Regions from separate parts of the Mus musculus genome. Here all the other regions are linked to region 1. A link is a contact called in public Hi-C and promoter capture Hi-C data. All regions are on one chromosome and are shown on one strand. Each heading gives the region's core, a stretch centred on a gene start, on an enhancer-like site or on the middle of the called end of the contact. The rest is flanking DNA. Distances are from core to core; before and after follow the strand shown. Region 1 holds the start of Gpr174 (G protein-coupled receptor 174). Region 2 holds the start of Tlr13 (toll-like receptor 13). Region 3 holds the start of Cox7b (cytochrome c oxidase subunit 7B).

Region 1 (4,804 bases), core at 1,403-3,902:
ATATAAGCAACTTTACATCTCAAAACACAAAGAAGAACCACTAGTTCCTACAAATGGCCAGATTCCAGTGCATTTTTATTCTTTTCCTAGGAGGCTGATTTTTGAGAAACTAGTCATAAAGGGAAATACATTTTATTTGTTTGTTTTGTTTTTCTTTTTTAGAGACAGGGTTTCTCTGTATAACTCTGGTTGTCTTGGAACTCACTTTGTAGACCAGGCTGGCCTCGAACTCAGAAATCCGCCTGCCTCTGCCTCCCGAGTGCTAGGATTAAAGGTGTGCGCCACCACACCTGGCTGGAAATACATTTTAATAGGTAAGAGAGATTGGATGGTTTGCACTCCATTTCACAGGACTGCATAGTAGTCACAGAAAGGAGTTAAATTCTATTTCTGCTTTTTGTAATCTGATTGATATGAGAAGAGAGAGCACAATATCAGCAAAAGAGAAAATACATACTATTTTCTCCCATCAATTTCAGCTGCCCAGCAGAAAGAGAGTTAAATTCATGAGTCTTCTGGTAAAAGTAAGCATTTTGGAACAGGTAGTGTCTCATTTTTGTTTCTTGAGAGTTTTTTTCTGCCAGTACAATACCCAGCACCATATTGCACTGTCCCCCACCAGAATAAATGCATTTGATGCATTTACCATAATAAGATTACTGCAAACAGAAAAAGGAAGAACATGTTTACTCAAGAGCAAAATGAAATTTCTGCAATGAACACAAACTTCTCAGAGAACGGCTTTTATGAATATTCAGCAATGTGGCTAGCATAATGTCTGCTTAGGCTAACGAGTTTCAATTATTTCTATAAGATGGATGCATTTCCTGAATAGCTGAAGTTTACAAAAGCTGGAGGAAAGAAATATTCTCGGCTGAATGACTAAAGCTCTCTGAAGTAGCCACTTTTGCTTGTTCAATAACATTATAACTTTACTTCCATGGAAGATCACACCAGTATAAAAGCAAATCAAAGAACCTCAATCTTTACAGCAAAGCAAGCAGATACCTATTTGGGGTCCAATCCTTGGTCATATTCCACATTCCTCTGCATCCCTTCCCTCACCTCAGATAGGAATTCACCTTTTATTTATTTATTTTTAAATCTCTGGATACAGCTCCTAATAGTTGTATACCAGTGATAGCTTCATATTTGTCTAAAGTCACAAGGCATCTTTCTTTATATTTCCAATCAAGAAAAAAATAAACAAAAAAATTTATAAGCAACGCACTTACATTTTGTAGAAAACAAGTTAATTCAATTATACTGATCAGAAATATAAATTAAACCCTTTTTGTTGTTTTTATTGTACTAGTGTTGCTCTGATAAGTATAGTTTATCTAAAAGAAGCAGAAAAGCTGTGCCTGTTTGTGTTTCTTATTTTCCTCCTCTCACTTTATAAATACATCTTTTCTTCTAGACTGCTCTTTTGATAGTAGAATCTCTCTAAAGTTACTTATAACTATACTTTACTTCTACAATAAAAATATGTAACTCACACAGAGAGGAGAATGAATTCATGCTGCTTAACATCTTGAGATACTGTACTTATCATTTTCGAAAGCATTTTGAAAGAGGCAATGAATCAACTATTTTTTATCTTTCAACAGTTTAAGAAAAAACATCACCAAAATATTATAGCAAAATATAGATGAAAATATCCCCGTATGTTTCTGCAAGTAATCTTTCTTAATGCAAGCTAGGTTAAATTACAAATATTTATAGTCCTATTTTGTCTGGTATCAGTTGTGCTAAATACATTATTACACAAAGAAATATTCCATTTCAAACTTACATTTTACCAAGTTTGAAGCTATATTCTTCTTCCCACCTGAAGCAGACAATCATATAATTATTTTTGCTTGTGCAAATTCCAAGAAAATGACCTTTGTGGATGGTCCAAATTCATTATATTCATAACTATTTAGATCTGACAGATTAGCTAGAACCTGGTGCCAACTGTCCAATTCTAGATATCAAGGGTGAAAGGCATATCAGAGCTAATTATTCATTAACAATTTGGAGCCTACCGTTTCAGTTTCTTTCTCTTTTCTCCAGAAGTCTCCAAAGAATTCATGTGACAGCCACTCCAATGAGGATGCTACTGATCTGTGCATTGATCCAGCTCCGTTTTCTGAAAACAACCAATCCAATCTTCATTTACTCTCCCCCAAAAAAGCAGTGAAGGAGAAGAGGGAGGAAGAGGGAAAGAGGGGGAGGGAGGGAGGAAGAAAGGGAGGGAGGGAGGAAGGGAGGGAAGGAGAGAGAGAGAGAGAGAGAGAGAGAGAGAGAGAGAGAGAGAGAGAGAGAGAGAGAGAGAGAAGAGAGAGAGAGAGAAGAGAGAGAGATGTAACAATAGAAAAATGATGAAGGGAAAAGGGGAAAAGGCAGGTTTAAAAAAGTTCAGGATTACCAAACCACTACCATGTTGGAAAATATGGTAGTGAGTTGTCAGAGTGAAATATGCAAGCTGTTCTGAATACATTGAAGATTTCCGTTTTCAAGTGGGTGAGCAGATCTCTCTCTCCCTCCCTTCCCCTTTCCTCCCTCCTCTCTCTCTCTCTCTCTCTCTCTCTCTCTCTCTCTCTCTCTCTCTCTCTCTCTCTCTCCCTCTCTCTCTCTCTCTCTCTCTCTCTCTCCTTTCTCATTAATGATACAAGGCTATTCAACAGGCTGAACATAGTGCCTGCAAAGCTTCATATTTAGCAGAAGAAACACTCCTTTCTAATTATAGGGTCACACAGAATTGTCTTCTAGTTTTGTGGTTGCACTGAGCTTTGAGTCTGAGATAACACTGAGACTGTTAACTGAGTCATTTGCAGAAGAAGCTAGGTGCCTTCTGGTCCCTTTTATAGATACCAGACCAACACAACCTTCAGTATGATGCCTTTCCCCAGCTCTGCACTTTTGTTTCAGTATTTAAATGGACATTTCTCTAAGTATACGGTAGATTCTAATAGTAAATGTCAGGGAGAGAATGATCTCTGCCTAGAACATTCCTAAATATACAAGCCTGTGACATTGACACTGAAATAAATACTCTACTTCTTAAGAGATATTTTGAATTATAATCACCTTTTAACTTCCTGTTCACCATTCTTTGTTTTCCTCAGTGTCCCTGTGATCAGAAAGTGTAGATAGGCCTCCATTTCCTCCTAGTGGTTAGAGAATTTCCAGTCAAATGGGGCCAGTTTTATGTAAAATATAGACAGTTCCTCAGGTTCTTGAGGATGATGTTCCAAGGAATGTAAGCCCAGTATCTAAGCCCAGCGCCACACTTCATGAAGCATCAAACACTTTCCACACCAACATGGGAAGATGAGGAGGAGGAAATCTGCAAACCCTGACTAGTCATTCCATATCAGAGCAAACAAAGTTTCCACTTAAGCCATAAGAGAGATGAAGGCTAGTGCAAGTTCAGTCTCAGGCTTGAACATAACCTGTATGGTGTAGTTTAGGGAGTGTGTGAAGGCCTTCTGCCTCAAAGGACTCTTATACTGAGCTTGAGAGATTAGTTGGTCTTCTGGAAGTAAACATTTCTGAGATCTTGATTTTAAATTTTTAATGCTCAAAAATAGAAAAATAGTCTTATTAAGAAACTTTGGTGAATATATTAATTCAAACTAGAAAGAAATTTGTAGCAGGAGTGGGATATATTATAAACCTAGAGACAGACCAATGGGAAAACTGATCTGCTCAAGACTTGTTACAATGCCAATGATCTCTAGTGTCAAATATATATATAGGGATAGAATTTCAGTATATATATATATATATAGGAGTAATCAAAATATGCATTAACCAAGATATGGGTACAGAAGAATGAAATATGTTACCCCTACTTTAGCTTTTTACTTTGTATTCTGGGATCTGGGATGCCATAAGGGATACTTTTCTTGTTTATTTAAAGTGGATTTTCCACAGCAATGATCTCAGCCCTCCCATAGGCTTACTTCATTCTATTCTAGACATACTGAATCCTTGCTATGTGTAAACACAGTAGATCAAAAAGAGGTGGGGAGAACAAAATGGTGAGCAAAGGATGGGAGGTAAGATGATGGGGAAGGAAAGGCTGCCAGCTCCAGCAGCTTTCTGCAGTCTCATCAGACAGGTAAGGTATTTTGAAATTTTCTCAAATACAAGACAACATGAATGTGATAAGTATCTAAGAATGTCAAATCTAGTTCTGTAAGATATAGGAGGAATCTAAGCATCCAGAAGAGCTACTGTAAGGGATAGGATTTCAGTAAAAAAGCTGGTCAAGTCTTCCAGTAGGAGAAGGACTTAGGTAGGTTTATTAAGAATGCCAGAGTGTGGTGGTACATGCCTACAATCTCAGATCTTGGCAGGCTAGGGCAGGAGGATCACCACAAATTTAGGGCAAACGCCAAGTTTTGTAAAAATTCCTAATTCTTGTTGCTTTGGAGTGGAACTTCTTGGTAGATTTTCCTCAAATATGTTGCGAACACAGGCACATCTGTTACCTACTGTGCAGCATGGCTTCTGAGAATTAAGTCTGCTGCCTCAAATAGAACACATACAAGCTAATCTATGTATTTTGAAATAAATTACCCACTGGTGAAGTTTCCTGGCTTAGATTATACTTATCTTTTCTATTTACATTAGTGAATTTTAGTCTGATCAGAAGCAAAAGATCACTCCTATGGGAATTTATTGAATTTCATTCCAAATTGGTCAAATAATAGCATACAAAAGCCAAGTGATGATTTTATCTAAGGTTTCATTTTAAAGATGAAGAAAATAGAAGATAATGAATACAGTATAAGTCTCTAGATAAAGTATT
Region 2 (4,221 bases), core at 1,062-3,561, 1.1 Mb after region 1:
GTGCTCTTAATCACAGAGCCATCTCTCCAGCCCATTAGTTACTTTTTTTTTATTAGATATTTTCTTTATATACATTTAAATTTTCAAATGCCATCCCCAAAGTTCCCTATACCCTCCCTCTGCCCTGCTCCCCTACCCACCCACTTCTGCTTCTTGGCCCTGGCATTCCCCTGTACTGGGGCATATAAAGTTTGCAAGACCAATGGGCCTCTCTTCCCAGTGATGGCCCTTCTAGGACATTTTCTGCTACATATGCAGCTAGAGACACGAGCTCTAGGGGTACAGGTTAGTTCATATTGTTGTTCCACCTATAGGGTTGCAGACCCCTTCAGCTCCTTGGGTGCTCTCTCTAGCTTCTCCATTGGGGGCCCTGTGTTCCATCTTATAGATGACTGTGAACATCCACTTCTGTATTTGCCAGGCACTGGCATAGCCTCATATGAGACAGCTATAACAGGGTCTCTTCAGCAAAATCTTGCTGGCATATGCAATAATGTCTGGGTTTGGTGGCTAATTATGGGATGGATCCTCGGGTGGGGTAGTCTCTGGATAGTCCATCCTTTCATCTTAGCTTCAAACTTTGTCTCTGTAACTTCTTTCATGGGTATTTTGTTCTCTATTCTAAGGAGGAACGAAATATCCACCCATTGGTCTTCCCTCTTCTTGATTTTCTTGTGTTTTGCAAATTGTATCTTGGGTGTTCTATGTTTCTGAGCTAATATCCACTTATCAGTGAGTGCATATCTAATGACTTCTTTTGTGATTGGGTTACCCCACTAAGGATGATATCCTCCGGATACATCCATCTGTCCAAGAATTTCATAAATTCATTGTTTTTAATAGCTGTGTAAATGTACCACATTTTCTGTATCCATTCTTCTGTTGAGGGACATCTGGGTTCTTTCCAGCATCTGGCTATTATAAATAAGGCTGCTATGAACATAGTGGAGCATGTATTCTTATTACCAGTTGGAACTTCTGCCTGAAATTCTGCCCCATTCACATAACTGCTTGGTCTGGGCACCTCTGAAGTGTAGCAAAACCCTGTCAACGAGCACTAGAAAAATGGTGTCTGTAGCTCAGTTGGTAGAGTGCTTGCTTGCCTAGCGTGTGTGAAATCCTGGGTTCCATTCTCAGAACCAAATAATCCAGGCTTGGTGGCTCACACTTTTATTACCAGAACCTGGGAGGTAGAGGTGGGAGCTTCAGAAGTTGAAGATCACCCCGGACTACACATTGAGTTTGAGTACAGCCTGGCATCCTATGGGGGGTGAGTGGGGGGGAGAGGAGAGGAGAGGAGAGGAGAGGAGAGGAGAGGGGAGGGGAGGGGAGGGGAGGGGAGGGGAGGGGAGGGGAGGGGAGAGAGAGAGAGGGAGGGAGGGAGGGAGGGAGGGAGGGAGGGAGGGAGGGAGGGAGAGAGAGAGAGAGAGAGAGAGAGAGAGAGAGAGAGAGAACAAATCTGTAACCCTAGCATTCTGGAAGCTAAGGCAGGAAGCAAATTCTTGGCAAATCTGGGCTGTTGTGGCTAGACTCTGACTCAAAAATCAAAGAAGGCACTGTGGCCCATGCCTTTAATCTCAGTACTTTAAGGCACTGAAGGAAGAGGCAGGTGTATCTCAGTGAACTTGAGGCTGACCTGGTCTACATAGTCACTTCCTCGCTGCAGTCTATATAGTGAGACTCTGTCTTTAACAAATCAACAACAATAACCAAAAAAAAAAAAAAAAACAGACAAAGGAAAATTTACAATTTTAAAAAGCTTATAAAAATAATAAAAATAAATTTACATATACTACATTAGAAAGCTTATATGAAACATAAGAATACATTTTAAAGCACAGTAGTTCAAAGTGATCTTCAAAATCAAGCTAGTTTGAGGCCCACCTGGATTACATAGCACCCTGTCTCAATAATAACAATAATAATAAACAGCAACAACAACAACATTAAAAAGTATAAGTACCAGGGAACAGGGACTTTGCAATAATAAGAAAATAAATATCACTTCCCTTCGGTGCAATACTACTACTGTCTATGGTAGGAGTCATGAAGTGAGTTACATTGAATTAAAAAAAAAATCTTGAGCAGAAGTGGTGATGCTTGCTTGTAATCCCGGTACCCTTGAAGCCGAAGATCAGTGGTTCAAGAATAGAGCTGCAGGCAAGCTTGGGTTATATGAGATCTGTTTCAAACAAAAATTGGAATATTTCCATTGTTTGCTGTATACTGCTGAAATGCAATCAAGTCAAGAAAGCTCAACTTACCTCTCAGAAGCTCCTAGCACATAGTACAATTGTTCATCTTTGCTAAACAATGACATTCTGTTTTAGGTCTCTTAAAAAAACCCCGTGATGGTTGTTCTAAACTCTTAGGACATGAGACATTTCCTTCCTCTTCTCTTTTTTTTTTAGGCATGGCGAAAGAGGCGGGCAAGGAGGTGTACGTCAGATGTACCAAAGTCCTATTTGATGTGTATTGCAAAGTACAGTCTTGAAGGGAGCACTCACCTTCTGCCCACCATAGATCCCCTGAGTTACTTGCCGTGTAGGCTCATTTGGGGATGCTCAGCCAGATCATGTCTTGGTGTTGCAAACCATCCTGCCCCGTACCTGGCCCCATTCCTTAAGGTCCCAGTTGTGGTTAAACTGTGGGATCAGGATGGCTAACTCTGCTACCAGACCTTTGACTCTTCATCCACCACACATTTTGTTGCCTAATTGATTGGGTTCTATATTTACTTCATTTGGGGAAACACAATTTGATTACTTGCCTAAAACAGTGCTCCCCCCAAAAAAACCCTATGAGACTGTCTTAATTTGTTTTCTGTTGCTGTGATAAAACACTAACAGAAGGGACTAGGAGTGAGGCAGAAATATTCTTACAGGTAACAGTCTGTCATCAAGTCCCACCAAGGCAAGAAACTCAAAGGGAACCTAGAGGCAGGACCTGAAGCAGAGACTATGAAGGAACACTGTTTGCAGGGCTGCTCAGCCAGCTTTCTTACATAGCCCAGGCCCACTTGCCCAGAGATGCCAGCCCCCACAGTGGGTTTCAACAACTAACAATCAAGAAACTGCCATAGACATGGCAACCTAAAGGGAAGAAATTCCTCAACTGGGAGTCCCTCTTCCCAGGTATTTCTGGGTTTGTGTCAGGTTGACAAAACCCAACCAGTACAAAGACCAAATCCTCAAGTCACCACTCCATCAGGAGCTGATTTAAGAGAAGGAGAATCAGACTTCTCTAAAGATGACCCCCTTGATATTTTGTCTAATTTCAAGTGGTCAGCCCTAAGCACACTTACAAACAAGCAACACTAAGTAGACTTAAGCAGATGTTATGTGTGTAGTGGTTTGAATAAAAATGGCCCCCAAAAGCTCATGTATTTGAAAGCTTAGTCACCAGAGAGTGGCACTACTTGAGGATTAGGTGTGACCACTGGGGGTGGGCTTTGAAATTTCAGAAGCTCAAGCCAGGCCCACTGTGTCTTTTTCCCTGCTGCCTGCAGATCCAGACACAGAACTCCCAGCTCCTTCTCCTACATCATGTTTCCTGGCATGCTGAAACTCTAAGCCAGTCCTAATAAAGTGCTTTCGTTTATAAGAGTTGCTGCGGTCATGATGTCTCTTCATAGCAATAGAATATTGATTAGGATAATGTGCATATGTTTTAAAAAATGAAGTCATGCATTTGAGACTTATCATCGTGGCACATTCAGCACATAAGAGGTAGAGACCAGGAGAACTAAAACTTGAGGTCTTCCTTGGCTACATAAACAGTTTGAGAACAACCTAGGCTAGAAGGCTGGTGAGATGGCTCAGCAGGTAAAGGCACTTGTTACTTCATTTCCTGGTGGAAAGAGAAAAGTCACTCCTGCAAGGGCACCTTCCTCAGACACAAACAAATAAATAAATATAATTTTTTAATTTGGAAAAAAAAAACACTACTGACTTTAAAATGCTGTCATCGGATCACATCCTATTCTGCCTATGACCTATATTAAGAAGCTTCTAACTTGCTACTCCCACTGGTCCACTAAGGTCCAATCAATCTAGCATCACTGTTATCCGTCCGTCTGTATGCATAATCCAAGATGGTCCTCCTCTAGTGTACTCTGGTGGTTTGAATGGGAATAATCTCACATAAGCTCATGTGTTTGAATATGTAGTCCTCAGTTAGTGGAACTGTTTGTGAAGAATTTGAAGGTGTGGCCTTGTTGGA
Region 3 (4,604 bases), core at 2,050-4,549, 1.2 Mb after region 1:
TGGCTCACAACCATCTGTAATGGGATCTGATGCCCCCTGCTGGTGTGCCTGAGGACAGCTACAATGTACTTAACATACATAAAACAAATAAGTCTTTAAAAAAAGAAATAAGGGGCTGGTGAGATGGCTCAGCGGGTAAGAGCACTGACTGCTCTTCCAAAGGCCCTGAGTTCAAATCCCAGCAACCACATGGTGGCTCACAACCATCTGCAATGATATCCGATGCTCCGATGCCCTCTTCTGGTGTGTCTGAAGACAGCTACAGTGTACCTACATATAACAATAAATAAATCTTTAAAAAAAAAAAAAAAAAAAAAAGAAATAAAATGATAAAGTGACACGTGGACAGAAACATTTAAAAATACAATAAAATGTTGACACATGATGGTAAATGTTCTTCATACCAATTCTCATTTTTTTCTGCATTACTGAAAATTTTCACAGCAAAAATAAAAATCAAATGTTTATCACCTTAAAATTATGCCCCCAAGCTATGGTAAGCAGGATTTTAAAATAATTGGTAAAGAATGAGGTTTTTGATTATATAATAAGAGTATATAAGCAGGCAAGCACGTGGAAGGTAAAAGCAGGAGGATCAGGAGTCAGCCTACGGTGCATGACACCTTGTCTCAAAAAACAGAGTAGAAAAAATGTTATGATAGAGATTTTATCATCAGGTAATTTCTAGCCTAGAAGGGAGTATTATATGTGAAGACATGATCTCTGTTGTACAAGAAAGTAGAATTAACTCAGCATTTAGGCAAGTAGGATTTGTAGGTGGGTAGGGGTGCAGGGCAGAGGGAGGGTATAGGGAACTTTCAGGATAGCATTTGAAATGTGTATAAAGAAAATATCTAATAAAAATTAATTAATTAGAAAAAGAAAAATGGAATATCGACAGAGATAGATAGATCTACTGTACCAGAGAGCCAATCAAGTTTGGATGAAGAACAAGGTTATAAAGGTAGCTTATTAAGGAATAAAACTCGAAAAAAGTGGTAAATACCAAAAAGTCAATAGTTTTTCTCTTCAAATCTAGACACCACCACCTCATTATTTTAAAGGTCTTTACTGTGTGTCTTTTCTTAAAGATTTATTTATTATATGTAAGTACACTGTAGCTGTCTTCAGACACACCAGAAGAACGTATCAGATCTCATTACAGATGGTTGTGAGCTACCATGTGGTTGCTGGGATTTGAACTCAGGACCTTCTGAAGAGTAGTTGGTGTTCTTAACCGCTGAGCCACTTCGCCAGTCCCTGTTTTAAAGGTCTTTAAAGGTACTTACAGACACAGAGGAAAAAGCAATGTTGAATTGAGGTGCAGCGGTTCATAGCTGTTCTCTCAGTACTTGGGAGGGTAAGGTTGAAAACTATACTCAATTTTCATGCCAGGCTGGGCTGCAGGGTAAGACAAAACTGCTGTTCCCTCACTAATGTTTCAGGCTGGGGAGAGCCTGGATTCAGTGGCAGAGCTTTGGGTTCAAATTCTATCAAATCCTCTCTCACCCCCAAAACAAACACCACCACCACCACCACCACCAATGGTCTCTATGTGGTATAATCCTAATAATTCCTTAACCATTATATTAGCTGCTTTACTTACGGTTCCACTTTCACCTTTAACCAGCCACACCCAGGGAAATAAATGTAGCGGGATTGGTGTAGTGCTTGCCTAACATTCCCTAGACTTGATTGCTAACACTTCAGAAGCAAACACAATTAGGTCTATAAAGGTGGGAAGGACTTTGTCAAGCCCAGCACTTGGGAAATGGAGGCCAAGGATCAGGGGTTGAAGACATCCTTGGCTACAGATTAAAATGGCAGGCCAACCTAGTGTACCTGAGACCCTCCCTCAGAAAACAGCCACAGCCGGAATAAGCAAATTCATAAACATTCCATAATCAATTCTGCTCCAGAACATTTAAAAGGGTGAGTATGAGAAACAGAAACACAACAAAATAAACTAAAAAATCATCTTTTTGCCTGGTCTCCAGAGCAAGTTCCAGGACAGCCAGGCTACACAAAGAAACCCTGTCTCAAAAAAAAAAAAAAAATGATAAAAAAACTTTTCCTACAGTATTTTTAAAAGTCCCTAAGTCACTTAAAGATCAAAGAAATTGAGATTACCAAACAACTGTTGTTTCAACACTCTGATTTACCAAGTGATCTCCCCTCTATACCAAAATAAAATTAAAAACAAACAAACAAACAAAACCACCCAGTTTAGTGACCAGAGATTGGTTAATGGTCTTTGACATAGGTATTACTTACTAACCTCTGTTTTACAAAAACAAGTTTATAACGCTAAATCATTTGTCCAAAGTGAAAGAAATAATAAACACAGCTTGTAGCAGATGAAAGATCAGTTGGGCTTCTTTCTTTTTTTTTTTTTTCAATTATTCCCAAAGTACTTCAGTACTTAGAACACAGCATGTGATCTAAAGGTAAAATAAAACTAAATCCATGGCTAGAAAAGCAAGTAAGTATTGTGTAAGGTCACCTTCATTCACATTACTGAAGGTCACCTTCAGGGTAAAGCAATTACAAAAATGAATTTTTTTCTTTCCAGTCCAGTGTATTTTCCATATATACTGCTAGTCTCAAGTTTCCACGTACTTGCCTAACTTTAAAGCAGGAAAAAAAAATGACCATGATTGTTTTCGCTATAGTTAATATTCCGTTAATAATCTACAGATGACTTCTTCAAAGCTGCCAGGCTTAAGGTTTTCAACCCCTTGCTATGAATCCAGATGCGGTAGATTTAGTTTCCTACCACCGTTATTGTAGGAGATCAGTTCTTCTACGTAAATACACTCCCAGAGCTAAAATTTAGATCATCGCTAAAAGAGCAAGGTGTCCGCCAAAGCGTTCTTCCTGGAAATCATAGGTCTCTGAAGAAAGAGAATGCATAACGAGGTTAGGAACACAAGGACAGGATGATAAAGCCACTGTCACAGCTACCTCTGTTATGGCTAGCTTCCCTTCCCAGTGACTGGAGACCACGCAGGGGACCATGCACCTAGAATTAAAACCCGCAGGATTTGGGGCGGAGGAAGAGGGCAGAAGAGCACGAGGACAGCCGGATCCCGGGTGTTGTAAAGAACTCGCCCACATTATCTGCTCACCTTGGAGACGGCTTAGTGCGTTTTTGGCTAAGGGCAACATCGCGGAGACGAAGATGGAACTGCGGCGACTATGCTGCTGCCTTGGTGCAAATTCACCCCAGCTACCCTTGCAAAGCGTCCTGAAAAACAAAATGGCTTTCAGCAGGGAGCCCAAATGAGAATTGGTGAGATGTCGCGAGATTTAGGGGTTGACCTATAGAAATTGTCATCCTAGTTCCTGCGAGGAAATAGGAAGGTCTTTGGGAAATGTAGTTTCAAGCTTGATGGCTTCCATAAAGTAGTATTTACTAAGCAGGGAGGTTAACTCTTTGGACAAAGGTTTCGGACTCTACAAAGGAGAGCTGAGACACCGACCTTACATAAGGCACCAGCATCAAAATGGTGCTAAAACTCCAGAGGATTGGATCTAGTGTCTCACTTCCAATTACAGTCCCTTCAAATTTTTCACATTCTGTCTCCTATTACCTACATTAATTGGTTTTACCTTTATTGGTTTTTTTTTTTGGAATTTTTGTGGGGGAGTTGAGACACGGCCTCTCTATTTAGTCCTGGCTGACCAGGAACTCTCTATGTAGACCAAGCTGGCCTGGAACTCACAGAAAAAGTCCTGCCTTTGCCTCCCAAGTGCTGGGAGATCAATTGACCTTTTTCCCCTAAGGATTCCAGTTCATGTGCATCTGGCAAGAATACTATATATGTATCTTCTTAAGAAACTCTGTGTAGGGCTGGTGAGATGGCTCAGTGGGTAAGAGCACCCGACTGCTCTTCCAAAGGTCCAGAGTTCAAATCCCAGCAACCACATGGTGGCTCACAACCATCCTTAATGAGATCTGATGCCCTCTTCTGGTGTGTCTGAAGACAGCTACAGTGTACTTACATATAATAAATAATAAATAAAAAAAAAAAAAAAAAAAAAGAAACTCTGTGTAAGCCAGGTCTCCCTATGTAACCCAGACTGGCTAGAACTTACTATGTAGCCCAGACTGGCCTAGAATTTGCAATTCTTTTGCCTTAGCTTCTCTAGTGTCATGATTAGATAAATAATGTACAAATCAAACTCTGCTTTTTAGAGCATCCTATCAAAAGGTATAGGATCTTAGCATGTCCCATTCAGTAATAGTATGAACTTAATCATTTAATCCAAGCACTGCATACCAGATTTCTACACTTTAAAGTCACCGCTTTCCCTTTGTAATTAAAAAAAAAAAGTATCTTGAGTGGAAAGGAGGGATGTGTGCAAAAAAAAAAAAAAAAAGGTAACTCCAATGCATAATGACTATCCTATTCTGCATAAGCTTCTATCCACTATGTTTTGTATCCATTGGTAATTCTTTACCACACTGTGTCTGTATGACCACTGCAGTTCATATGCCTAAAGCAACCTGAGTGAGCATAAAACAGAGATACTCAAACCACCATGCTTATTTGGTATGCTTGTTTATTTTTTAAGATTTATTTATTTATTATATGTAAATA

What was found. Promoter capture Hi-C pulls out the DNA fragments that hold promoters and counts their contacts. Hi-C and Micro-C count contacts between places; a contact is called where the count stands out from the background.
Region 2: a promoter capture Hi-C map of the HPC-7 cell line shows a contact between it and region 1. The contact joins the promoter of Tlr13 here to the promoter of Gpr174 in region 1.
Region 3: a contact with region 1 is called in a Hi-C map of B cells, with 7 read pairs. The contact joins the promoter of Cox7b here to the promoter of Gpr174 in region 1. A contact is called at or near these places in 3 of 39 promoter capture datasets (the C10 cell line and pre-B cells) and 1 of 484 Hi-C or Micro-C datasets (B cells).

The regions. Positions count from the first base shown.
Region 1 is chrX:107,253,726-107,258,529 of GRCm38.p6, reverse strand. Gpr174 (G protein-coupled receptor 174) reads right to left here and starts at 2,652. Exons shown (of 5, transcript NM_001358747.1): 1 at 2,414-2,652; 2 at 2,031-2,134.
Region 2 is chrX:106,141,365-106,145,585 of GRCm38.p6, reverse strand. It overlaps Tlr13 (toll-like receptor 13), which reads right to left and starts at 2,311. Exons shown (of 3, transcript NM_205820.1): 1 at 2,265-2,311.
Region 3 is chrX:106,014,395-106,018,998 of GRCm38.p6, reverse strand. Cox7b (cytochrome c oxidase subunit 7B) reads right to left here and starts at 3,299. Exons shown (of 3, transcript NM_025379.2): 1 at 3,129-3,299. The coding sequence starts at 3,168.